2 separate regions of the Mus musculus genome follow, and region 1 is linked to region 2. A link is a contact called in public Hi-C data. All regions are on one chromosome and are shown on one strand. Each heading gives the region's core, a stretch centred on a gene start, on an enhancer-like site or on the middle of the called end of the contact. The rest is flanking DNA. Distances are from core to core; before and after follow the strand shown. Region 1 has its middle 47 kb from the start of H2al1n. Region 2 holds the start of H2al1n (H2A histone family member L1N).

Evidence for each region. Hi-C and Micro-C count contacts between places; a contact is called where the count stands out from the background.
Region 1: a Hi-C map of olfactory sensory neurons shows a contact between it and region 2, with 2.1 times the contacts expected there. The contact joins the enhancer-like site here to the promoter of H2al1n in region 2. A contact is called at or near these places in 1 of 39 promoter capture datasets (the SN4741 cell line) and 2 of 484 Hi-C or Micro-C datasets (cerebral cortex and olfactory sensory neurons).

What each region holds. Positions count from the first base shown.
Region 1 is chrX:14,255,415-14,260,362 of GRCm38.p6, forward strand. No RefSeq gene overlaps it. Among named protein-coding and RNA genes, the nearest start is that of H2al1n, 47 kb to the left of the region's middle. Within about 2 kb of position 1,992, at least 2 of the 459 cell types and tissues checked have an H3K27ac peak or open chromatin away from gene starts, as enhancers often do. A contact at or near this core is called in olfactory sensory neurons, where this site is marked.
Region 2 is chrX:14,208,674-14,213,951 of GRCm38.p6, forward strand. It overlaps H2al1n (H2A histone family member L1N), which reads left to right and starts at 2,475. Exons shown (of 1, transcript NM_001034100.1): 1 at 2,475-2,984. The coding sequence starts at 2,536. The coding sequence ends at 2,865.

The DNA.
Region 1 (4,948 bases), core at 742-3,241, 46 kb after region 2:
GAATTGTAAGACTCATCTTGGAGTTTTTTTTTCTTCCAGAACTAGCGGACAATAAATGTGTCATTCCAAGACACTAAATTCACTGTACATTTTTATAGAAACAATAGCAAATTAATAATGTCTTTATTATGTAAGAAAAACCATGGTAAAACCCTTCTATATATTATTTTACTTAGCCTTATAAAGAGTACTCTTAGCAGTATGGTACTGTTGACCATTTTAAGGAAGATAAAACTGAAGGTCAGGGTAATTATGTCACTGAACTTAACTTTCTTTGGTCACACAGATAATGAGTGGCAAAGCTAGGTTTTGAATCAAGGTCTTTCCTATTCTTAAGACAGAATTTCTAAATAACATCATACTTCCTTTCTGTGTATTTGGTAGGAGAGTTGGCTTTATAAGCATCAACAGGCATATGTAGCAGAGGATGGACTAGTCAGTCATCAATTGGAGGAGAGGCCCTTGGTCCTGTGAAGGCTCGATGCCCCAGTGTAGGGGAATGCCAGGGCCAGGAAGCAGGAATGGGTGGGTTGGTGAGCAGGGGCAAGTGGGGGGAAGGGATAGGGTGTTTTCAGAGGGGAAACTAGGAAAGGGAATAACATTTGAAATAAAAATAAAGAAAATATCTAATTAAAAAAAAAGCATCAGCAGAACAGCTAAGTACTTTTTTTTAAGTAGCAAAGGGTAACGTTTACTAAATGGAAGTTCGCTTGTTGTACCATGTTTGGTACACAGATGCTTAAGTATTTGTTGAATGGTCAAACAGCTGATCTAGCCTAGTTTGCTTTCTTTTGATCTCATAAACACCATGATCAAAGGCAACTTGGGGAGGAAGATGTTTATTTCATCTTACAGTTCTGGGTAACAGTTCACTATCAGGGAATTTAGGACAAAAATTAAAGCAGGAACCTGGCGGTAGGAAGTGAAGCAGAGACCATGGAGGGGTACTGTTACTGGCTTGTTTCCCATTGCTTGTTCTGCCTCCTTCCTTCCTTCCTTCCTTCCTTCCTTCCTTCCTTCCTTCCTTCCTTCCTTCCTTCATTTTGATCTTTTATTAGATATTTTCTTCATTTCCATTTCAAATGCTATCCCTAAAGCCCCCTATACCCCCCTCGCTCTGCTCCCCAACCCACCCACTCCTGCTTCCTGGCCCTGGCATTCCCCTGTATTGGGATATATGATCTTTGCATCTGCCTCCTTTCTTAGAGAGCCCAAATTCAGGGCCTACTGTCCACATAGGCCCCTCCCACATCAATCATTAATACAAGAAATGCCTTACAGACCTGCCTACAGGCAATCGATAGAGGCAGTTTGTCAATGAGGTTCATCTCAGATAACTCTAGCTTGTGTCAAACAAACTAACCAAAGAAACAACAAACAAACAAATAAACAGCCCCAAATAAAACTAAACAAAAGAAAAAAACTCTACCTAATTAGGGCATCATTTCTTTTAGTGGAGATGCCTAGAATATATTTTATTTTTTTGTGACTCCTGTAGCTTCTGAATTTATCTGGCTTACCTATTTGTAGTCACACATGGGTGGGAAGCTTGGACAATGCAGCCACCTCTCACTTTCTAATGTATGCCTTTTAGCAGAGTTGTTTGTGTACAGTTACTTCCTAAGGGTAACCATGTAAATGGAAAGAGCTGTGAACTCAAATAATTAAAGCCACTGAGAATAATCAGAAAGCAGTTCTCCTGGGTTTTGCTTGCATGCAAATATCTGTCTTCTCACCAGGTGTACCTCAAAGTGGCTTGGTATTTCCTGAATATCTGCCAGCATGTGTTTGAGAAAGTCACCAGGTATAGAGTGGCTATGGGAAGGAAGTCAGGATCAGGTAGAGGATGCCATCGATGGTTGGCTCACCAGCTAGATAATCCACCTGAGCAGAATCAAGAGTGGGCAAATGTTTCCGGCTTTCCCTTCCTGGTGTTTATTTGTGAAGCTATTTCTGTCCTCTCTGGAGGCTGTGTCTCTTGATAAACAAGGTCCCTTTGCACTTTCTGCTCCGTGCCTGGTCTTGCTTGACATTTTCCAACATCTCCACTTTGCCTAGTCCTGCCCGTGGTCATAGGGCCAAAGTAGTCCTATTATTTTCTGTCATGGTTATTGCTTCAGGAGGAGCTCTCTGACGTCCTGTAAGATTGTAGCAGCTGTGCTGGGAAGAGGCCTGAGGCAGTGATCTTCCTATTTGTCCTTTGTATCCTCTTACCTGCTGTGATTCGAAAGCCACTTGGCTTCACCAACTTTCACGCTGAGCTTTTGACTCCACTTGGGTAGAGTTGGGCTATGTTGCCGAGAGCAATGGCTATGCTCCTCCCCTTTGCAAGCGCATGCTCCTCCCCTTTGCAAGCGCTCGCTCCTGAGGGGTTAGTTAGATTGTTAGTACTCCAAGAATGGATTAGTATAAAACAAATTAATTCTCAGGTTTTTGTCCCTTTGATCTCTGCCACGAGTTGAGGCAGAATGAAGTGCTCATCAGAGGTGAGGTGACGATGATTCTAGTTTTGTGTCCTTAGGCTTCTCAATATTCGGAAGTATAAAGCCAAAATAAATCTCTCTCTTTCTTTTAAAGTGAGTTAGTTTTGAGTGTTCTGATATAGTAAAAGAAAATGTACCAAGGCAATACATTTCAGGGTCACTTAGTTGAAAATTCAAACAAATAGGGATCTCTGCAGCATGAATTCCTTGGAGTCAGAAGCCAGGCTTCATCAGGCTTAGTATGTGTGGAGTGCCTTATGTTCCTTCAGCTATTGGCCTTCTGGGGCTTATTTGTTTGTTTGTTTTTGTTTTTGACCTTCATCAGTTATATACTAACAGGATCAATTTGGGGTTTTAATGAAAAAGACAGATAGTTTAATTAATTACATAAACAAGTAGTCATTGTTTGATGGGGGCCTGAGGAAATTTGTAGGACAACCGGCACATAGTAGGGATTGTAAAATGATCTGTTTTGAAAGGGGAGAATTGCATACAATGAAAAAGAGAGGGGTGCATTTTAGGTTGGGCTGTTAGGAAGCTGACTTGTCTGATGGAGATGGAGATCAGATGATCCTAATGTGAAGCCTGAATAGGGAGTGGACAAAGACAGCAGACAGTAGAAATGGGTTCTACTTATCATAGTTAAATTTACATGTGCTTTTAAAAGTAAATTATTGACGTATGTATTTTTATTTACGTTTGGGTTAACGAGTGCCATGTGCATATGAGTGCCCACAGAGACCCAAAGAAACAATTGGATTCCCTAGAGCTGGAGTTACAGGCACTTTTGCCTACTGATGTAGGAGCTGGGACTGAATTCTGATCATCTGCAAGAACAGCAAGTGCTCTCAATTACTGAGCCACCTCTCCAGCTTATGTTTTGTTGTTTTGTTTTGTTTGTTTGTTCTGTTTGTTTTTTAATGGTGAAAAGTGTTCTAACTCTGTTTGACTATGCTGGGTAGCATCAGTGGCTACCTTTCCTACTCAGCTCCACGTCTTTGAAGATGGGGGGGGGGCAGATCACAACCAGCTGGGATGCTAGGTCGGTGAAATGTGCTGAATGCATTCTTGACTTGACATGTTTTCCTCACATACCATCTTGGCTTGAGGGGTATATGTAACAGGTCTATATTCCTGTGCCAGTTACCAAGGTGGATAAGTGATGTGTTTCAACATTATATGGGAACATACCTTAGTTTTATCCCTACTTGTGGGCCAATAATTGCTTCCCAATTCCAGTCTCTGAATTTCCAGTCTGTCTCTGGAAATACAAATTGGCCCCCACTTCAACTTTGCAAAGGCTCAGAGGAAGCAATTAGTTTGAGTCCCCAAAAGCTCCCAGGTACAAGTTGCAAGTTTTTGTGAAAAGAAGTTCTCAGAACTCTGGGGAATCAAAGCTGTGCACTAAGGACTTTGGATGGGGCTGATAGCAGCAGATTAAGCATCAGAGTCCCAGGGGCAGATTCGGATGCCAATCTCCCCATTCCACAACAGAGAAAAAGCTGGCCTTGATGTTCCTGAAACTACTTGGCTCCTAATGAAGGGATTTATAGTCAGTAAGAACACAACACTTACAGAGCAAAGTATCAAGTGAGTGTGTACTTTACACATAGGTGGAGGTCCCTTCATCCTAAGCATGCCCATCACATATTAAAACCTTTCTCCACTGTGCATCCTCCAGATGGGTACTAAGTTTGTTTTAGAGTCTGGCTTTCTGAGAACAGAGGCTTTTCCTGTTGCTGCCTCAGCTTAGCCCATACTTTGCAGGTAATATATTTCAGTAACATTTAGAAAAATTTACTGCACAGCTTGTTCTACACACAAAAGCTAAATGTTAATGCAGTGTTTTACTAACTGTGCTAAAATAAGCTAGCCAGCTGGTGAATTACCCAGAGGCCCTTTACTGTTGAGACTCACATGGGGTTTTGTAGCCAGCCTGAATGTCATTTATGTAAAATCACAGTGGTGATGTCAGGTGGGGGCTCTTCAGCTTTATGGTCTGACGGGCCAGATTAGATATTTACACAGGATTTTTCCTTATCTCCTGGCAGATTCCTTTCTTCTAATCCTGCCAGGTGGTTGTGCTTTCCACACCGAGGGCCTGGGGCAAAGCAGAGCTACACTGGGGTGCCAGCTGGGATGGGTTACCATTCAATGCTTCACCAATAACAGAAGGAGAAACGGATGTAGAGGAAAAGTGAGAGACCCAGCTTTGTCACTCACTGTGACTACTAGTGAAAGAGCTGAACAGTGCCAGGGAAGACATGGGCATGGTCACTGGCATCAGGTCACTGTGATTTATCTTGTGGACCCCAGAACTGAGCTGGGGCTCTAGGTTTGAGTTTGACCCCAAGGTATTTGTTGCTGTCGTAATTTGTCCTGTGATAGTTATTCTGGCAAGCTATTGTATACCTTCAGAGTTCTGGATTGTTCATTGGCTGACAATGTCCTGAGTGTACTTTTTA
Region 2 (5,278 bases), core at 1,225-3,724:
TTAATCCACTAGTTTGAGGCAGACAAATGCTATAGTTAGGCTATGACATGTATGTTGGTATGCCCGCCAGACTAATATATTGACATTCTAATTTCTGATGTGAAGGTCTTGGACAGTGAGGCCTTCAGGGAGTTGTGAAGTCATGAGGACAAAGCCCTCATGAGTGGAATTATTCCCAGATAGAAGAGAGTTCTCTCACCTTCCCTTCCGTGTGAGGTTATAAGAAGTTGGCTGTCGATAATTTGAAGCCTCCATAGAAATTAATCATGTTGATAATCTGTCCTTGCCAGAACTGTAAGATTGTCTATAAGCTACTCAGTCTGTGTTTTTGTTGTTGCTGCTGTTGTTGTTGTGATTGTCTTAGAATTTTCCTCCAGCCCCTGAATCTTTTGCTTAAAATAATAATTTTACAAGCAAAATTTCTGTGGGAGACATATAAGCTTTTATTGTTTGAGCCACCACATATTAAGTGTTTATTATAGTAGCTAATATTATCCTAATGAAGTTACTCTCAGTGAGCTTATTAGTTGACTGTTTTTATATATACATTGCTCTGAAAGTTTGCCAGTAATACTATCTCTTAGCATTCACCAGGTTATGTTTGTTTCCCCAACCCACCAGACCCACAAGCAACTCCTAGAGACTGAAATAACCAAAGACCTGTACTAAACAGATTACTTGACTGTATTTGTGAGAATACATCTATGTATTTGGTCCTACCTCTAAGTATTTGGTCTTACATTTTTAAGCCACTGGCACTTAACCTAATTGTCTTGTGCTTATAGAATAGTAGTTCTAAAAATAGCCACGGTAGGCTATGATAGAGGGAATTCTAACTTGATTATAATGGCAATTTCCTACTATAAAGCTTCATATGAAGAAAAGAACCTGACTAAGCCTCAGAATCAGTAAAGGAATCTCATTAAGGATGGCCAAAGCCTGTTATACCCTTCCTTTCCCTTGTTCTTTTGGGACCTTTTGAGTTTCACACCCAATGATAACTGCTCTTCACCTCTGGATAAACCTAATGAACAGAAGTAGCTAGGACAGGAGACAGGCATCCCGATAAGTAATAAATATCTTCATTCCCAAGAGAAATAATAGAAGAACCACAGGCTTAGCTATCCTGCTTCCCAATCTATACCCCATCCTCCCTTTTCACTGGCTCCCTTCCAAAAACCTCAACTGAAAAAGCCTCATATTGTTAAGCCCCTTTGCTGATTATTTTCTTATGCAGTGCTGATTTGAGAAGATTGCCTTTTGTTTTCCATCTGTCAGCTTCTTTCCCCATCCTACTGTGGAGGATGCTAACAACACTCACTCTCTATAAGTCTAAGGCATCTTCAGGTCATTCTAATGCAAGACCAAGTTGAGAACCACTTCTGAATCCTGCAAGCAGATAAGTCCTTTTCAAAGTCCCATATATTTGTCATTCACAAGGGAATCTTGTTTAAATGCAGATCCTATTTTCCCAGGTCATAGTTGGGTCTTGGCTTGGAAACTTCTAACATGGTCTTAGATAATTTCTTTTCTGCTGGCCCTGGGATCACACTTTAGATAGCAAGGAGCCTAGTGACCCATCCAAATTGTTGCTTATCATCTGGTTGTCACAGGCTCTCACATGACAATAAAAATGTGTCTCTTATATTTATTGGTGATCTAACTTTGCTCCCCAAGGCAGGCACCATTAGAGTTTATAATTATTTCCTGACAAGAGCAAAAGAATTCACAACTATCTCCAGACAGGAAAGGATGCTCTCGTTAGAGTCTGATAATCCTAGATAATCATGTTAGTATATTGGCTGGTTTGTAATGCTGTGATAAAAAATGACAAAGGGAATAACTTATAAGCAATAGACAGTTTTAAATATAGTTTTAAAGGCTGGAAAAATCTGAATCAAGATACTCACAGGATCAATATCCCATGAGAGCTATTTCTGCTTCCAGTATGGTACATTGTTACTGTGTCCTCCTGAGGGAACTAGCCTTGTGTACTCCCATGGCTACTATTGCTCTGAGGATTAAATTTCAGCACGGATTTTGGAGAAGACATCAGTATTAAAACCACAGTGCTTGATGATCACTTTGAGGATTCTTTGTTTAGTTAGAATTCATTTTTCTACATAATTGTACTTAAGTCTTTTTGAAAATTTTTACTGGACAATTTCTGTCTTTAACAGATAGCTGACACTCCTAAGTACTTTATACTTTATATGAGTCTAGATATCGACTTCAGGCCTTTATGTGTGTGGCCACACAGGACACAGGAGCACAGGCAAACATTCACTCACACAGTCACACACACATGAAAATGAGAAAAGATAAAAAGGACATATTCAGTAAGGTGAGCTGTTTCCTAATATGGGCATTTCTGCACTGAACACCAGAGTTCAGTGGCTACCAGTGATATCATAAAGTATGTTGTAACAAAGTCCTCTCAAGGATAACTTCATAGGTGGGTGAGAAGGTTGGTTATTTGGAGAGCCTCGGGCCAACAGAGAGGGCCATCTGAGCCAAAACCTCCACACAAACATCATGGCCAAGATAATGCAAAGGCGAAGAAGACAGAAAAGAGCCCGCTCCCAGAGAGGTGAGCTTCCTCTTAGCCTTGTAGATCGTTTCCTACGAGAGGAAATCCATTCCAGTCGCCTGAGTTCTTCCGCACTTCCATTCCTCACGAGTGTGCTCGAGTACTTAACATCGAACATCCTCGAACTGGCTGGTGAGGTGGCCCACACCACTGGCAGGAAGTGCGTAGCTCCAGAGGATGTACATCTGGTGGTACAGAACAACGAACAGCTCCGCCAACTCTTCAAATCAGGTGGCACATCAGTGAATGAGCCACCAGAACCTGATGACAACTGATGATGCCTGGGTCTCAAGAGTCTGGAGGTTCACCGCACCTTCAGCCTCACCCTGCCCCAGTGTCCTATTAGCTGGGGGAGCAAATCAAGCATGCTATTAAAGCATCTAAATCGAATCCATTGATCCTGGCTCCTTTTGTTTCTTCATTTTGAGCTAGAGGTTGCTATGAACCACCCGGGAGGGTGATGGTGGGTTTGAAGCTGTCATTAATGTGGGGAACTTGATTTCCAGAGGAAATTTCTAACAGGGACCATGTGGGCAGTGGTCTTGGTGGGAGGAGGTGGTGATGTGTAAGCACTTTTGGCCTGGTGGCAGTGGGAGGATTTGGCTAAGGTAGAGAGGGCAGAGAAGCTGTCCTGGTAGTCTGTGAGCCCACAAGGCCTTGGAAGGCCAGGAATTTGGCTTCAGCCTCCCAGGCACATTGGATTCCCAATGAGATGCTGATAACTGGAGATGGGTGGATGAAGACATGGACTGTGGTAAGAAAGGTTTCCTTGGAGGTTAGGTCTCAGGTTAGAAGATAATGACTGTGGGATGGGGGAGACCATGTGTGGCATAATGTTGGCATGAGGTTCAAGGGTCAGGAGCCTTCCCTGAGCAATGATGGTGAAACCAGAAGAGAAAAGCTGGAACAAGACCCCATGGGAAGACCAGCAGGCTCAACTAACTGGAACCCTGAGATCTCTCAGATACTGAGCCACCAACCAGACAGCATACACTAGCTGGTCCCAGGCCCCAACACACATATAGCAGAGGACTGCCTGGTCTGGACTCAGTGAGCGAAGATGCACCTAACCCTTGAGAGACTTGGAGCCCCAGGGAGTAGGGAGATCTAGTGGAGTGGGGACATCTTGGAGACAGGAGAGGAGGTATGGGATGAGGAACAGTCAGAGGGCAGTCCTAGAGGGGGATAACGACTGGACTGTAAGAAAAAGATTAAAAAATAATAAAAATATGCAAAATAGAAAATATAGGTGGTTTTCCTTTTTAATTTTTAGAATGTCTGCCTCATTACAAAAGGATTTATACAAGAATTAGTAGGTATACAGTGCTATGAGGCTGTGTAGAATATATGCTTCTATAGTCTTTTTTTTTCTTTCCTCCTCTTTCTCCTCCTTTTCCTTCTCCTCCACTTCCTCTTCTTAGGTTTTGAAACAGGGTCTCTCTACACAGTCCTGGCTGTCCTGACTCACTCCATAGACCAGGCTGACCTTGAACTCACAGAGTTCTGACCGACTCTGTCTTTGAGTGCTAGAATGCGCCCTCTGTCTTAGGCACACTGGTCATCTAAATAACAGTAGTGGAGAAATGCTACTGTCTAACTGCCTTGTAATTCAAGCAGGTCGAAATAGTTACACAGTATTAACGAACTTATTTATGAACATCTTCAGTGCTGTTCTCAGAAGGGAGCTCTGGGTTTTCAGTGATAGGATACGTCATAAAACAGTGCAGGACCTGTCATCAGAGGTTGAGACTGGGTTTTAGAGAGTTTTCATGTATTATGTATAAACTCTGCCCCTAATGTTTCACAGAACATATATGAGATAACTAACACTCAGGAGCTGCTCCAACTTAGCACTGGGGCCCCTGCCTCTAAGTGTTCACATTTGGGGTGTTCACTTTTCATCAGCTCCTAGGCTTCTGCCACTGCTGGCCTTTTAGACAGAACTTCTCAGAGGCTGTCCAGTCAGCTTTCACAGCAGAATCAGAAGAGTTTAGTTTCAGGTCCTAGGGTACCACATTCTTTTTTTTTTTTTTTGGTTTATTGTTTGTCTGTGTTTTTTTTTTTCCATTTTTTATTAGGTATTTAGCTCATTTACATTTCCAATGCTATACCAAAAGTCCCCCATTCCCATACCCACCCACTCCCCCTTTTTGGCCCTGGCATTCCCCTGTACTGGGGCATATAAAGTTTGCGTGTCCAATGGGCCTCTCTTTCCAGTGATGGCCGACTAGGCCATCTTTTGATACATATGCAGCTAGAGTCAAGAGCTCCGGGGTACTGGTTAGTTCATAATGTTTTTCCACCTATAGGGTTGAGGTCAAATCTAAGTGGATCAAGGAACTTCACATAAAACAAGAGATACTGAAACTTATAGAGGAGAAAGTGGGGAAAAGCCTTGAAGATATGGGCACAGGGGAAAAATTCCTGAACAGAACAGCAATGGCTTGTACTGTAAGATCGAGAATTGACAAATGGGACCTAATGAAACTCCAAAGTTTCTGCAAGGCAAAAGACACCGTCAATAAGACAAAAAGACCACCAACAGATTGGGAAAGGATCTTTACCTATCCTAAATCAGATAGGGGACTAATATCCAACATATATAAAGAACTCAAGAAGGTGGACTTCAGAAAATCAAATATCCCCATTAAAAAATGGGGCTCAGAACTGAACAAAGAATTCTCACCT